3 separate regions of the Gossypium hirsutum genome follow, and regions 2 and 3 are each linked to region 1. The links are chromatin contacts, called in public Hi-C maps. All regions are on one chromosome and are shown on one strand. The core of a region is the stretch at or near the end of the contact, and the rest is flanking DNA. Distances in the headings are between cores, read along the strand shown. Region 1 holds the start of LOC107886123 (homeobox-leucine zipper protein HAT5). Region 2 holds the start of LOC107886118 (dnaJ homolog subfamily B member 4). Region 3 holds the start of LOC107886127 (delta-1-pyrroline-5-carboxylate dehydrogenase 12A1, mitochondrial).

The links. A called contact is a pair of places that touch in the nucleus more often than the background predicts.
Region 2: a Hi-C map of leaf shows a contact between it and region 1, with 2.2 times the contacts expected there. The contact joins the promoter of LOC107886118 here to the promoter of LOC107886123 in region 1. A contact is called at or near these places in 5 of 34 Hi-C or Micro-C datasets (all in leaf).
Region 3: a contact with region 1 is called in a Hi-C map of leaf, with 1.7 times the contacts expected there. The contact joins the promoter of LOC107886127 here to the promoter of LOC107886123 in region 1. A contact is called at or near these places in 4 of 34 Hi-C or Micro-C datasets (hypocotyl and leaf).

The regions. Positions count from the first base shown.
Region 1 is chrA03:17,325,249-17,328,044 of Gossypium_hirsutum_v2.1, reverse strand. LOC107886123 (homeobox-leucine zipper protein HAT5) reads left to right here and starts at 1,422. Exons shown (of 3, transcript XM_016809961.2): 1 at 1,422-1,984; 2 at 2,077-2,474; 3 at 2,556-2,796. The coding sequence starts at 1,852.
Region 2 is chrA03:17,154,916-17,157,711 of Gossypium_hirsutum_v2.1, reverse strand. LOC107886118 (dnaJ homolog subfamily B member 4) reads right to left here and starts at 1,439. Exons shown (of 2, transcript XM_041096571.1): 1 at 590-1,439. The coding sequence starts at 1,209.
Region 3 is chrA03:17,489,813-17,492,608 of Gossypium_hirsutum_v2.1, reverse strand. LOC107886127 (delta-1-pyrroline-5-carboxylate dehydrogenase 12A1, mitochondrial) reads left to right here and starts at 1,452. Exons shown (of 16, transcript XM_016809970.2): 1 at 1,452-1,918; 2 at 2,382-2,461; 3 at 2,580-2,683. The coding sequence starts at 1,833. It overlaps LOC107886128 (ruvB-like 2), which reads right to left and starts at 870. Exons shown (of 2, transcript XM_041096620.1): 1 at 57-870. The coding sequence starts at 805.

The sequences.
Region 1 (2,796 bases), core at 173-2,672:
TTAAATAAATTGATAAAAAGGTACTAAAAAATTAGACAGTGGTTTAGTGTAAATTTTCAAAAAGTAAAAATACGTAAATAGCACCAGTTTATTGATTTTAATATTTAAAAAAAAAGTAAAAATATATAAATTTAGCCCTAAAAGTATTAGGAGGTTATATTAAATTTTTTCTACTTTATTGAAAAAATTGATCTACTAATTTTGATTAAATAACAATCTGTTAAAATTTCATTCATTTTTATCGTTAAAAGTTAACATAGTTGACAGAATAACCAAATAATTATATTTATTGTGTCATTTATACATCATGTTAATGTATAAAGACTAGTTTTTAAAAGTAAAATTGAATGAAATTTATAATCGAAAAATTATTTTACTCTTTAATCTAACCTATAAAATTAATTATTTCATTACGAAATATAATCTAACTCTTTGATATAAAAACTTTGTTAATGACGATAGGAGAATTGAGTGACGTGGTTGATAGAGGGGATCACGAGAACCAAAAGGAAACGTTGAAAGGGAGGAAAGATGGGGGCAGAGGGCAAGAGGCAAGAGTGGGTGGTGGGATAGTGCAGGGAACATGAAGGGCCAGGCTGAGTGAACCAAACCATTCGTGTATGCCCCTTAAATTTCGACCTCATCCATTCCTCTCCTGAAACCGACTTATTTGATTTTCTTTTTTACACCCTTCTTTTCTCTTGTCTTCTTCCCCCATACCTCTACCTTTGCCTTATCCCTCTCATTCTTTATTTTAAAGATTCAACTGACTTTAGTGTTAACCATTTGTTTTTGGATGAAAAGAGGATTGGGTTATTCCCATTCCAACCCTTGAACGACGGCCATCTTATTTTCTTCTTCCTCTCAACCATGACCAAATGCATGACTTCATTTACTATCTCTCTTAAAAGATATTATTTTGAGTTTAATGTTGGCTTTGTGCCTCTTTCCCAAGCCCTCAACTATCTCAATAACCCATCGTTTTAATTATTATATTTTTTGCATCATTTTTTTATTTTCGAAAGGATATGCTTTTCAAGAATAAAATCATGGTGTTATCAAGAAGTTCCTGAATATTATTTTATATTTTAATAAACCTAAAAGAAAAACAAAAAGCAATTCAAAATGTTATATCTTTAACTATCTTAATTTTACTCTTTCAGTCAAAACTATATTTTATTTTTATATTAATTTTTGATAAACTTGTTACATAATTATTTCCAACTATATATGCTATAATCTAATTATCGTTTAGGTGAAGTGAGTAAAAATTTTACCTTTCATTTAACAGTTTGACTCAAACTTTATTTTCGATTTAAACAGAAAAATCTATAAAAAGAAAATAAAGGCATAAAGAAAATTAAAGTAGAAAAGAACCCCTTAAAAAAAGTTTATAAACAAAAGTAAAAGCAAGGGGGGCATCAAAGTAACTACAAGCACACCAAACCCCAAAATAAGAAAACCCCCCATAAGCTGGACCTTATTACCACCCCATCAAAGCTCAACAACTCCAAGATAAAGAGTCCCCTTATCTCTTTTATTTTCAATTTGCCACTTCACTTTTCCTTTGTCTCTCCCACCTTTCCTTCACTTTCCCCACTGCCAAATCTCAACAAAATTTTAGCTTCTTCTGATGAGTGATGGGTATGAGCTGCCGTTGTTCCAACACTTCTCATTTCGTACAAATCATCATCACCAGCTTCTTTCGCCACAAGCCTTGAGAAACCCCAAATACCAGGGTGGCCATTTTTCTTTTGTTTTTAGATTGTATAATGGTTTTGAGGATTAAGATGATTCCCTAAAAACCAACCAACAACAACAACGTTTGATCCCTTTTAGCCTCAATTTCTCATGGCGGGTGGGAGGGTCTATCCTAGTAATAATGATTCCACTGATGGCTTTCCTAACAATCTCTCTGTTTTGCTTCAAAATCAAAGGCTTCATCCCCTTTTCATTCCAGAATCTTCTCCTTCTCCTTTTCTTGGTATTTTTACTATCTTGTTCTCACTTCGGGTTTATCTAAATATCCTTACTTTTTCATAAATTTTGCAACTTCAATTGATTGGCAATTTTCAGGGACAAGATCGATAGTAAGCTTTGAAGATTCCCTTAAAACAAGCAGGCCCAAAAGATCAATCTTCAATATGTTTGATGAACAAGAGAATGGATATGATGAGTATTTAGATGAGTGTTTTCATCAACCTGAGAAGAAAAGACGGCTAACTGTTGACCAAATCCAGTTTCTAGAGAAGAGTTTCGAGGTCGACAACAAGCTTGAACCTGAAAGGAAAATTCAACTGGCTAAAGACCTTGGGTTACAACCCAGGCAAGTTGCCATATGGTTTCAGAACCGTCGTGCACGGTGGAAAACGAAGCAGCTGGAGAAAGACTATGACACTTTGCTAGCCAAGTATAATAGCCTCAAGGCTGACTATGATGATCTCCTTAAGGAAAAAGATAAACTAAAAGAAGAGGTAATTAACAAGCAGCTTTACACGAACTTAAATCTTGATTATTTTCATGTTAATATCTTAAATTTGTGGTTGTTTTTATAGGTTCTTCAACTCACAGATAAGTTGCAAACGAAAGAAAATGAGCAAAGGAACTCAGAATTTTCTGATGTGAAGCCATTATTATTACAAGAACCATCACAAAAGCCAATTGTTGTTTCAATGGCAGCCTGTAAACAAGAAGATATTGACTCCGACCATATCCCACAATATTACAGTGATGAGTTTCATTCTTCACTGTTGGAGGCTGCTGATTCATCTTACCCTTTCGAACCAGACCAGTCTG
Region 2 (2,796 bases), core at 190-2,689, 170 kb after region 1:
GCCTATTGCTAATCTCACATTCCACAAAATTATGGTTTGGTACTTCTTATGATCATCAAGAAAACAGAAGATGACCTTTCCTTCCTCGAGTCAACCATTTAAGTAAAAGTGAAAGTGCTTCAGTTGACCGGTATTCATAGCAAACAACTCGAAATACTTTCTGACCATAGGTAAAACCAAAAAGAACAAGAAATTTAATCCAAAGAAAAAACAATCATGTAGAACAATCCATCCTATTCAAATTGCGAACTACTAGTTGGAGGAAAAGTATCTTAATTACTCACACCACTAGCATTGGATGCCAAATAGAATGTAGCTCAAACTCAACAGTCAACTCTAGTAAGAATATATCATTTGCATCTTTATAAGAAGCAATTAAAAATATAGCATTGCCTGCCATCAAGCAACAAAAGGGTTCTTTGTACTCCAACAAACATTTCACTATCAAACAAACAAAGTTCTCGTCTTTTCAATGGCATAAATCCCAATAAAAAATAATAATATCAAAAGACAAAAATCAATTTATCCATCATTAAAGTTAAAAGACTTATAAATTAAAAAAAAGAAAAAAAGAAGAAGCTTAGCTTACCCTGAGACAGAAGGGTCAAAAACATTCCTCGCAATCCTCATTTTCTTCTTGGCACCTTTATAAAGCTCTTCCAAGCTACAATGCAACACATTTTCCACGGCAGCGGCTTTCCTCAATTCTCCATTACTAGTAGTGGTACTAGTCCCGTAACCATTACTATTCCTAAAATGCGCTTCTCTAAACCCTCTATTTCCTCTTCCACCATTGGCCTCCGCCCCAAACAGCTCCTCGTATATATCATCTGCATCCCTCGGCTTAAACCTGAAAGAATCCGTATTAGGTTGCTGCTGCCTCTGATTATTATTACTATTGTTATAGTAATGGCCAGCTCCGCGGGGATAAGACGCCGACGTGGAAGCGTGAGATTGGTTAGGAGGCGGGAATTGTCCGGATTTGAGAGCCTCCTCACCGTAAAGATCGTAGATCTGTCGTTTCTTCGGATCTGATAGAACATCGTAAGCTTCGGAGAGAAGCTTGAATTTGGCTTCGGCTTCGGGTCTTTTGTAGGAAGGGTTCTTGTCGGGGTGCCAAATCATGGCCAGCCTCCTGTAAGCCTTTTTGAGATCCTCTTCGTTGGCGTGGCGATTCACTTTCAGAATATTGTAATAATCGACGCCCATGATTCTGTGTTTTTTTTTTCTTTCTTCTGTTTGTTTGGCTAGAAAGAAAATATTGAGGAAGAAACGGAGAATGTGAAACTGAATTATGGAAGGGAAGGCTGTGAAGGGAAAAGAAGATCTGACGGTTAAAAAATAAAAAGAAAAAATGAATCTTTTCGTAATATATAATAATACAAGATGATATCTTCAAAAAGGTATGGGGCCTATACGAATAACGTGCTGCTAACTACGTTTCTAAGATATGGCAAACAATTGATATATTTAGATGCAAAAGTTTAAACGGATTCGATTTTTTTTTTAAATATTAGTAATTTGATTGGTATTTATATTATTCCTAAGATAGGAATATGTGAATTTAAGTATATAGAAATACATTATCTTTTTATTTATGTGGTGGGAGGAGCTATAAGTAATTTAGACATTGTGTCTAAAAAATACATATAATTAAAAATTGCTCAAAAATATTAAAATCTTAAATTTTATAAATTTTTAAAAATATATATAACTTGACATTTTGTAAATGTTGGAGGTTAACTTTATTGAATTTTTTGGAGTTTGAATTAAAATCACAAATTTTATATAAAATAATGAGGTGTAGTGTGGTGGTTGTTTATTTCATCTCATAATCACAAGATTAGAGGTTTAAGGTTTGATCCTTACTCATGGGAATGAAGTATATTTTATGACCAACCATTTTTAAAAATTATAATTTGACATTTTGTAAATGTTGGAGGTTAACTTTATTGATTTTTTTAGAGTTTGAATCAAAATCACCAATTTTATACATAACGATGAGGCGTGGTGTGGTGGTTGTTTACTTCATCCCATAATCACAAGCTTGGAGTTTCAAGGTTTGATCCTTACTCATGGGAATGAAGTATATTTTATGACAAACCATAAACCTTCAGTAATCGAAATCAATTTTTATTATAATACTTTATTTTACTCATTGATTATCTCACGTTTAACTAATATTAAATGGAATTACGTGATCGGATCGTAATACAGAAATACAATTTATATTAATAGATAATCTAAATATATTCTTAGTCTAATCAAAATTGAACAAATCAATTGAAAGATTAATATGTTGCCTGCCAAGTCCAATTGGGAGATATCTTATCTTAGGTATTGAAGCAGATGTCTCTTGAAAAATAGAGACATATATATGACTGACTGGAATAAAGTACATTATACATCTAAATACATTCTTAGTCTAATCAAAATTGAGCAAATCGAATAAAAGACTAATATGTTGTCTATCAAGTCCAATTGGAAGATATCTTAACTTAGGTATAGAAGCAGATGTCTCTTGAAAAATAGAGACATAGATATGACTGACTATAATAAAGTACATTATACATGACTCAAGTAGAATAGATCCTAGATCCATTTACGAATTTATTCGCTTATAACGTTCATAGTGTGATATACCTTAATCCTAAGTGGGTGATAGACTATGTATGTGTGACTCGTATACTTTGATGTAAATCAAAAATTGAGTTCAAATAGATAATGAACCAAAAGTTGGTACGTTGAGTACAAGATTTCTACATGATGTAGCATTATTCCACAACAATGGAATTC
Region 3 (2,796 bases), core at 203-2,702, 160 kb before region 1:
AAGCCGCAAATCAGGAAAAGGGTACACATTTTTGCCAAAGATAAGCTCCAATTTACCTGCTGTTAATAACATCGATCTCATGAAGCGTAACAGAATGGACAACTTCTTTTCTTTTCTGCAACTCTCCGTCTGGACATTGCACGAACTTTGTTTGCGGACCCATAGCATCGTAATCCCTCGACCTTGAAAATGACCTTCCAAGCTTCGTTATTTTTCCTGAAGCTTTATCAATAGCTATCACATCTCCACTCTGCACTTTCTCTTTCGCTAATGCCTCGATCATCTTCGCCCCCAAATCGTAAATGGTCTCCATACCCGTCGTTTTAAGCGTTAATTTCCCAGTTTTTGAAGCCGCCCCTGAAACTGCCGGCCGATCAATCTGGATTTCAACGACTTCGCCTTCGATTATTTCAGTTTCTTCCTTGATTCTTACTCCGATGGACTTTCGAAACGCTTGCATTAAAGCTTCGGTTTTCGACATCTCAAGGGAGAAGATTTCGCTGCCAGAGAGCATAGAGAAAGGGGTTTCAAGGCCAAGAGATTTGGCCATGCCCATGGCAATGGCAGTTTTGCCAGTTCCAGGTTGTCCCGCTAATAAGATAGCACGGCCAGCAATTTTACCGTCTTTGATCATTTGGAGGATGACACCGGCGGCTTTACGAGCTTGTGCTTGGCCCACCATTCCTTCCGAGACGTCACGGGGCTCCAGAGAGGAGTCGAGGCCTAGGCCCCGTATGTGGGAATGAGCCCCAATGCGTTCGATTCGGGTCAGGTCTCGGCTCTCGGAGAGTTTCAGCTCCGTCATTGGATGATTGAGGAAGGGAAAGGCAGGGTTTAGGGTTTTGCGACTGCAGAGTTTTGAGAAAGACAAACGTAAGGTTTTATATTAGGGTTAATAGGCTGTTTTAAGGGCATTTCTGTCAAAGTAAATTTTATTTTTAGTGATAATTTATGTTCTTTATCTTTTTTATTTTCATATTATATATTTTTTGAAATAATATTAAGTTGTATGACATGTTTAAAATTTTTCATATGAAAATAGAAAGGATTAAGTAAAAATATAAGTTCAAAAATTAAATTTAGGTAAAAAAATTTATTTAAAAAATAAGTTAAATTTAGAGAGATTTTTTTTGTCTGAACTCACTCTACACCAATATGCAAAAACAAAATGTTGTTTTTTTATTTTTTATTTTATTTTTTTCACTATTTTATTTTATTATTAATTTTATTATTATTATAGAGAGATTTGTATTTATCTTAGTGTTATATATATTATTTTAATATTTTTGATGTATTATTTTTTAAAAAAATTATAAAAATTAATATAAAAAAATTAATACAAACATTCAAATTAAGTCAAAGTTAAATTTGAGTTTTAATATTTTTATTAGAGTGGAATTTAAGTAAAATTTTAGGTGAAAATTTCACAATTATGCTGATATGACTTGGATGCACGTGATAAGGTTTTGTCGTGTGTGAGATAGTTGATATTAGTGTTACTACTTTATGGGTTACTTACTGCATCAAAACTTTGTCAGGGTAGAGCATTCAACTTGTCCAACTTTGATTTGTCCAAATGGAAATTAGGAAACTAAAAAAAAACCTACACCTGCATCAATGTTGATGAAGGTTGATCACATCTTAAACCTATTTCGCTAAGACATCAAAATTAAATACTTAAAAAAGAAATCCTAAAGAATTGATTGCCATATATATGTATATGTAAAATTATGTTGAAAGCACAAATCTTAGGAAGTGAAGCGCTGAAAGCCCTGAAAAGTTTCATAGCTTTTTCATCTCTCTAATAGCGTACGCGTTTGTGCCCATTCGCAATGCATAGAATTGTATTGCAAAGAGAAATCAGAAGCAGAGCTTCCCACAAGGCTCTTTCTTGGTTCAGTTCTTCTAATCTCTTTAGGTACGTCAATGTGTTATTTTTAATCCGTGGTTTTGATAATAGATGCTGGGGGGATTCTGGGTTTTGTTTATTTTTTCTTTTTGTGATCATTTTCAGGGAACTAAATCTTGTGGCAATAGAGTTTAGTTTTGGATTGTGATAATCTGATCTGTTTATACTTGAGGGCGTTTTGCTCTAAGAGTTAGTTTAATTTTATTCATAAAACACTTTGTAGATATATTGATGTACATAATTGGATTGAAAATTTGACAATTTGACTCTTTTTTTGTTATTGCTCATGATGTGATGAAACTTCTTTGCCACTTTTGTTGAATGTGTTATTTGCTTCTTTTTCTTTTTTGCTGGGCATAAAGTTTGGATGTTTAAATTTCATGTTGTGTTTTTTCTTGAAGAAACTATGTTTTCTATGGAAAACTTCATGTGGATTGTTTTTCTTAATATTTCCCAATTTCCCCTATGCTAGGTCTGTTCATTCTTTACCTTTCGCAACTGTGGAAGCCGAAGGGATATCGGGTTCTCAACCTGCTGAAGTACAAAACTTGGGTATGTTTTTCCCCTGTGAATCGTGTTATGTTAGCATAGAGGTTAGGTGAAACAACTGTTTTGTAATGAAGTACGGAGACAAGCAATTTCTTGTAATATGAAATGTTTGTGTTTTTAGTGCAAGGTAAATGGACTGGATCTGCAGCTTGGAACACACTTGTGGATCCTCTGAATGGAGAACCGTTCATTAAAGTTGCAGAAGTTGATGGAAATGGAATTCAGGTTTGTCCATTGGATGTAAATGTGTTTGGTGCTTGTATTGCTTCATTTCAGACAAATCTCCGCTAGTTAAGTTCAGATTGTCTCGGCAAAAGCAGTGCATGATGTCTGGGTGT